Linked DNA regions of Gossypium hirsutum: region 2 is linked to region 1. The links are chromatin contacts, called in public Hi-C maps. All regions are on one chromosome and are shown on one strand. Each heading gives the region's core, a stretch centred on a gene start, on an enhancer-like site or on the middle of the called end of the contact. The rest is flanking DNA. Distances are from core to core; before and after follow the strand shown.

What was found. A called contact is a pair of places that touch in the nucleus more often than the background predicts.
Region 2: a contact with region 1 is called in a Hi-C map of leaf, with 1.5 times the contacts expected there. The contact joins the promoter of LOC107955915 here to the promoter of LOC107887344 in region 1. A contact is called at or near these places in 2 of 34 Hi-C or Micro-C datasets (both in leaf).

The regions. Positions count from the first base shown.
Region 1 is chrA07:12,055,254-12,058,357 of Gossypium_hirsutum_v2.1, forward strand. It overlaps LOC107887344 (glutathione S-transferase DHAR3, chloroplastic), which reads right to left and starts at 1,658. Exons shown (of 6, transcript XM_016811545.2): 1 at 1,279-1,658; 2 at 368-458; 3 at 133-276. The coding sequence starts at 1,486.
Region 2 is chrA07:12,337,662-12,340,765 of Gossypium_hirsutum_v2.1, forward strand. LOC107955915 (receptor-like protein kinase FERONIA) reads right to left here and starts at 1,469. Exons shown (of 2, transcript XM_016891696.2): 1 at 1,464-1,469; 2 at 20-1,383. The coding sequence starts at 1,469. The coding sequence ends at 151. LOC121232121 (probable receptor-like protein kinase At5g39030) reads right to left here and starts at 2,576. Exons shown (of 2, transcript XM_041117581.1): 1 at 1,999-2,576; 2 at 20-1,905. The coding sequence starts at 2,576. The coding sequence ends at 1,476.

The sequences.
Region 1 (3,104 bases), core at 408-2,907:
GTAAGCGCTGCAATCACTCAAAGCATCGAAATTAAAAGTACAAGATAACAATACTATACAGCAAGCAGTGCAACACATCACTTATTCACTCAAAAACAGTTTATAAACATCAATATGATCACTAAGACATACACCAATGCTTTTTCCTGCGGAGTTACCAATGGTGGATCGGGATACTTTTCTTCCAATGACTGAGCAATTACATCAGAATCAGGAACCCATTTGTCTTCGAATTTCACTACCGGAACCTTCCCTTCGGGGCTGATTCGTAAGAACCTGAATTCAACCCATTGTTAAAACGAAAATATTGAACATAGCACATTACTGTCTACAGTGTTCCATGGATATACATATATATATATATTACCATTCTGGTTTGTTTGACAAATCTACCAACTTCATTTCATAAGGAAGATGCTTTTCTTCCATAGTCAGCAATACCCTTTGGCAAAAGGGGCCTGAACCACACATTTCACAAATAAATGAATAAATAAATATTCCACCATAACCCAAAATTTCGATAAAAATACCATGAAATCCTTTTTAGTAGGAGTTGAATTGCAATATTCCACCTCTACTAAAAAAATGGGGCAAATTAATCTTTGTATTTTATACTTGTCCTTCTGGTTTCATGCATTTCTATTGAAATTTTCAACAAAAATGACTGATAGAAAGACTAATTTACCCCCAATTTTTTTTACCTAAGAGGGCATAATACAATCTGACTGCCTCCAAGATACTTTTACCCCAAATTTTCTAAAAAATCAAAATTTCCTCCTTTCGACCCTAATTTTCTTTCCCATTCTTAATTTGAAAAGCAATAAAAAATGTTCAATCTTTATGAATTATATATAATTTGATTAATTGAATTCTCAGGATTTTAAAATTGCAATCAAGCTAAAACTAAATACATATAAAGCATATAAATAAAAAAAGAACTGAACTTTTCTTTCTTTCTTTGTTTCACATTTTTTCAGTAAACAAACAAGAACATCATAGAAAGAAAGAAAGAAAGGGATTTTACAGTCAAAATTATATCATATTTCCCAATTCTAAAGAATAAAAATTTCCTCTTTTGGACCCTAATTTTCTTTCCCATGCTTTATTAGAAAACAAAATCAGAAAGCTTCAATCCTTATGAATTATAGTTGATTAGTGAATTCTCAAAACATACAAAGAACAATATAATTGAACTTTTCTCTTTGTTTGTTTTGTTTCACATTTTCTCAGTAAACAAACAAAGAAACAACATCATAGAAAGAAAGGAAGAGATTTTACAGTCGCCAAGCTTATTGGGAGTGGTAACAGAAGCTTTAACGCAGATTTCAAGAGGAGTAGTGTTAATGGCCGCCATTGCAACTGTGAAGGTTCTAAAAGTTGAAACTTTGGGTCCATTTCGATGGTAAAAGGAAGGGTTCTGAGGGAATCGAATGCCCAAAGCTAAATTGTGTTTAAGTGAGGAAGACAATGCTACTGCCGTCGACATTTTTTTTTTTTTTTGTGTGTGTGTGTGTGTTTGAAAGTGCGGATTTTCTTTTTTTTTGGTTATCTCCGTTTATGTTTTTTTGGGAGGCTGTTTGTGATAGGAGGTTCAAACTGTTAACTGTTTTTGTGTTTTGACACGTGGCAAAATTTTTAAAGCGTAAAGGTGTACACCAATTCTGTCTTAAAAGCCTAATTATATATGGGCCTATTACAGGCCTATGTGGCCCATTTTCCTAGCCTATCATTTTTTTCAATATTTGTTTGTTCGGTGTTGATGCGCCGGGCAGCTAGCCTGGCCCAGTCATTTCAGCCTATTTTCGGTTAGGTTTGAGTTTAGATTTTTTTAATTTCGGACTTTTTCGATTTGATTTGTTTTCCTGTTTAAATAATACAAAATTATTATTTTTTAATAGTAAAACTAGTTATTTGGATCGTTTGAGATTCTAGACATGGTTAATGAATAGAACCGAACTTAAAAGATCAGACTAATTGGATCGAGACATTGGTTCGAAGAGAGACATCAGTACAATTGGTTCAGGAATTAGTATGGGCCAGCTAAACTAGTAACCGAATCAAATTTTCATTTGAAGACTTTTTTTTGATAACTTATTTAATCGAATTAGAGGAATTGATTCGATCACCGGTTCAGTTCTAAAAACTTTGGTCCCAGGCTCAAGCCTCAGTCCGGTTCATGGACAGCTTTAGTTCTAGTCATTTGCATTTCATTTTATTTATGAATTATTTCATTGAATATCCTCAAATTATAGCTTATATCTTAAATTATTCTCTAAATTTCGATGCTTCAAAATATTGTAATTAAATGTATAGAAATATCTTAAATGGCAAAATATATATTATTATATTTATTTTTTAAAAAGTAAAGCATTCTAATTTTTATATTTATTTAAATTTAGTAAATATTTTAAAATTAATTTTTTTGGTGAAATGATTAATCAAAATTAGGATATTTTTAAAGAAAGGTGAACACTCTATCAATAAATCTTTGTACTGCCTGTTTTAAAGTGTATAAATGCTTATCTTAAGTAAATGATTATTTTATATATACATATATACTATCTTTTACATTAAACAAAATTATATATGCATTTATAAACATAAAAAAATATGGATAATTATTCAGTACATAGATAATAGGATTTTTGAACTTCACAAGGGAGACTAAGATTTTGCTATAAGTCTACTGACAATCTACTAAATAATTATCTTAAAAGTATTAGCTAGACACTAGAAAAGGAAATTATTTTTATGTATAATATGAGGAGATTTTAAGCTCCACAAGTAGCGTTGAAAATGTAACAAGTGACCCGATTTTTTATATATTTATTTTTTTTAATATTTTTATTATATGCTATGAAATAGATGACACCCTCCAATTTACTTAAAGAGTTTAGAAACTTGGTAACTAGATAATTTTCTATTAGAAATAGCTAAAAAACCAACATTATTATTTTAAGATATTCAAAAAAAAATTCAAAAATGAGAGCATAACACTTATCATTGTCAGTTAATACCAAATTCATAATTATGTAAAGTTAGACAAGTAGTGCAATTATAAGTGTTGAGCTCTTTTTATGGGGGGGGGGGTTTCAAACAAAAGA
Region 2 (3,104 bases), core at 219-2,718, 280 kb after region 1:
ATTTTATAGCTTTTCATAATTGAATGAAAAAAAATATTTACTAATAGTTGAGTGAATACAAAGTAATTAACTTAATTGAAAATATGTTTATGTAAAGCAAACATGCTTTATAAACAAAAAAAAAAAAACATGTAACATAAATTGTTAAAACTAGATATCTTGATTCACTTGGGACTGAGCTCCATCACTAACTTGACAATTTTGTTCAACATCCTCAATTTCTTGCATTTGCAAAGCGAGCTCAAGTCTATTTGCTACATCATTCATGGAACGCGTTTCGCAACCATTTTCATGAATACAATTTTCTGCAACATTGGAAAATGTTCTTAAACAGCTGGGTGAAATTTTACCTTTCAGAAAAGGATCGATGCTTTCATTAATACTCTCATTCGCCACACATTTTCGACCCCAATCAGCTAAACTGATCTGTGAATATTCTACTTTTGAATCGACTGCCAGTCTAGTAAACAACACTTCGAATAGCACCACTCCGAAAGAATAGACATCCGACTTCTCAGTCAATCGTACACGCTTGTAATATTCAGGGTCCATGTAGCCGAAAGTACCTTTTACCACTGTTGTAAGTGGAAAATTTGTCATGCTAATTGGACTCATTTTAGACAAGCCGAAATTAGAGATTTTAGCTACATATTGCTCATCCAGCAAAATGTTGGTGCTCTTAACGTCCCGGTGAATGATTCGATGAATTGCTCCTGAATGTAGGTAATCTAATCCACGGGCTGCATCGATACAAATTTTCAGTCTCTGTTTCCATGACAGGGGATTCCTTTTCGTGTTGTAGAGATGGTCACGGAGAGTTCCATTTGCCATGTACTCGTAGATAAGAATCATCTCGTTGTTATCGTTGCAGTAACCGATTAGAGACACGAGATTCACATATCGAAGCTGAGAAAGCAGTTGGATTTCTATCCAAAACTCTCGTGCTCCTTGTTGGGACAAGGAGTTCAATCGCTTGATTGCCACTTCAGATTTGATTCTTGAGATGAAGCCCTTGTAGACGTTACCAAATCCGCCGCGCTCTATGACGAAAGCATCGTCAAAGTCGTTGGTTACTGCTTGGATTTCTGCTAATGTAAAACACTGGCATAGTTGGTCTGGCAATGGTGAAGCTTTTCTTCTTTCCTTCGACTTTCGAATTGAAAAAGAATGACGTTTTTTTCGCCAGAAAATCATGGAAAGTAGAAGGCAAAGCAATACAGTAGCTGTGCATCCCGGGGTAGCTCCAATGATAGTCTTCATAGGAAGCAGATTCTCTTTGCCCTTCTTCGGTTGCTTGTTGCCTGGTTTTCGTGATGCATGACTCGAACTCGGTTGTGGATTTGGCACAGCAAGACTACCGTCGGATTTGTTGAGTCTAAAAATCTGTAAACCATGTAGTATTGCATCAACAAACTGCGAACGAGCAGGGTCTAACGCTAGCCATAAAATTTGCTTATTTTGACCTTCATTTGGAATCAACACAACATAGTCTTTATACACCGGAATGCTATACCGCCACTCCAATATATCACATCGGCATCCTTTTGAGCCGTACGGTTGTTGATGAAAATGTCAAAGACTCGTTGACCTGCCTCTGTAAATTCTAATAGAGTCTCGCAGAAATGGAGCCTAAGGAGGTAGTTGAAGCCACCATCAATATCGAAGTTCCATGTCAGATTGTAATTCATATTGATATATGGATCCCTACCCATTGTTCTTGATTGGGTGTAGACAACAGCCGGAGCTGTATATGCCGGGGTGTCTTTGGAGTATTTGATTGTAACATTAGATCGAGTAGGAGTAATTCCCCGTGCACCTCCAAAGATATAAGGTGTATCGTCAAGCCACGTTCGAAACATTCCGGTATCATTGACGTTAGCCGCGGTTGCTTGGCCAACGTTTAGACTATAAACAGTTTCAAAAGCAGTAGCATCAGGGATGTCAAAGGGAATCTTACTATTTACGAAAGATATAGAGTTATCTTGGTGTTTTACATACAAGTTCTTCGGCATGGAAACAGCTTCAATACCGTTCACAAAGGCCAAAGAGTTGGGCGACGGCCAAAAAGTGACATTCAGCTTCTCAGTTTCGAAACATGGTACCATAAACTCCTTGATCAACGAGGCTCCCTGGTTATCCTCAGAAGAAAGTGTTAAATAAGCAATGAAATTTTGGAGGAGAAGGTGATCGTTGGCTGTAACATAGAAGAAAGAAGTGGATCCATCAAAGCCAGAGTATTGGAACGGGTAGAAATATAAACGAAGAAACTTAAGGCCAGGTGATACTGGAAAGCTATAAGTAAATGTCTCATGAAAAACTCTAGCAGTCATGTAAGGAGTTCGAGTAATAGACTGGTCTTGCCTAGAGGCTGTGGATGCAAATGAAGTGTTCTTGGAAAAGATGGAAAATTTGGATCCTTCATCGGTGATCCATTTCCGGCCTTCTTCCGATACAGAATCTGATGATGAAGATGCACCACAGTTGAGGAGAATATAATCAGTTGGTGTATAGGCTGCTGATTCGTCACCCATGGCTATAGTATGGAGAACCAACAGGCAGACAATAAAAGTGAGCATTGCATGGGACTCAATTGATTTCTTTTTGGATAACTAATTGAATGTTGTAGGAAAAACCTAATTTATAAGCAATTATAGAGGGCTGGAGAGGCCAAGAAAATTCATCAAATTCTAATAAACCGTGATACTTGCTTAAGTCTTCTAATAAAGACGGAAACTGCCTTCTTTGGTCATTGGCTCATTGCACCAATTTAAGCTTCAATCTTGTACTAGACCTATTCATGTCCCATACGTCTTATTTGGGTAACTAATGGAAAGAATAGTCTGCTATTGTAAGTCCATCAAGTAACAATAAAAAGGATGACTTTGAAAGAAAAAGATAGTAGTCTAGACTACGAGGAATTAAGAAAACAACCCAAAGCGAAACCAAAATGACTTAGTAAAATAAATAAATATTTGACATTGGTTTTCAAATAAAGGATTGGTTGCCAATAAGGCCTTTATTTAATGGTTGGTAGTGATTTGGTTTGCAATGGAGTCTGCTTTGTTGGGTTGGCATTTATTGGCTTCTACCTCTTTCAAAGTTTA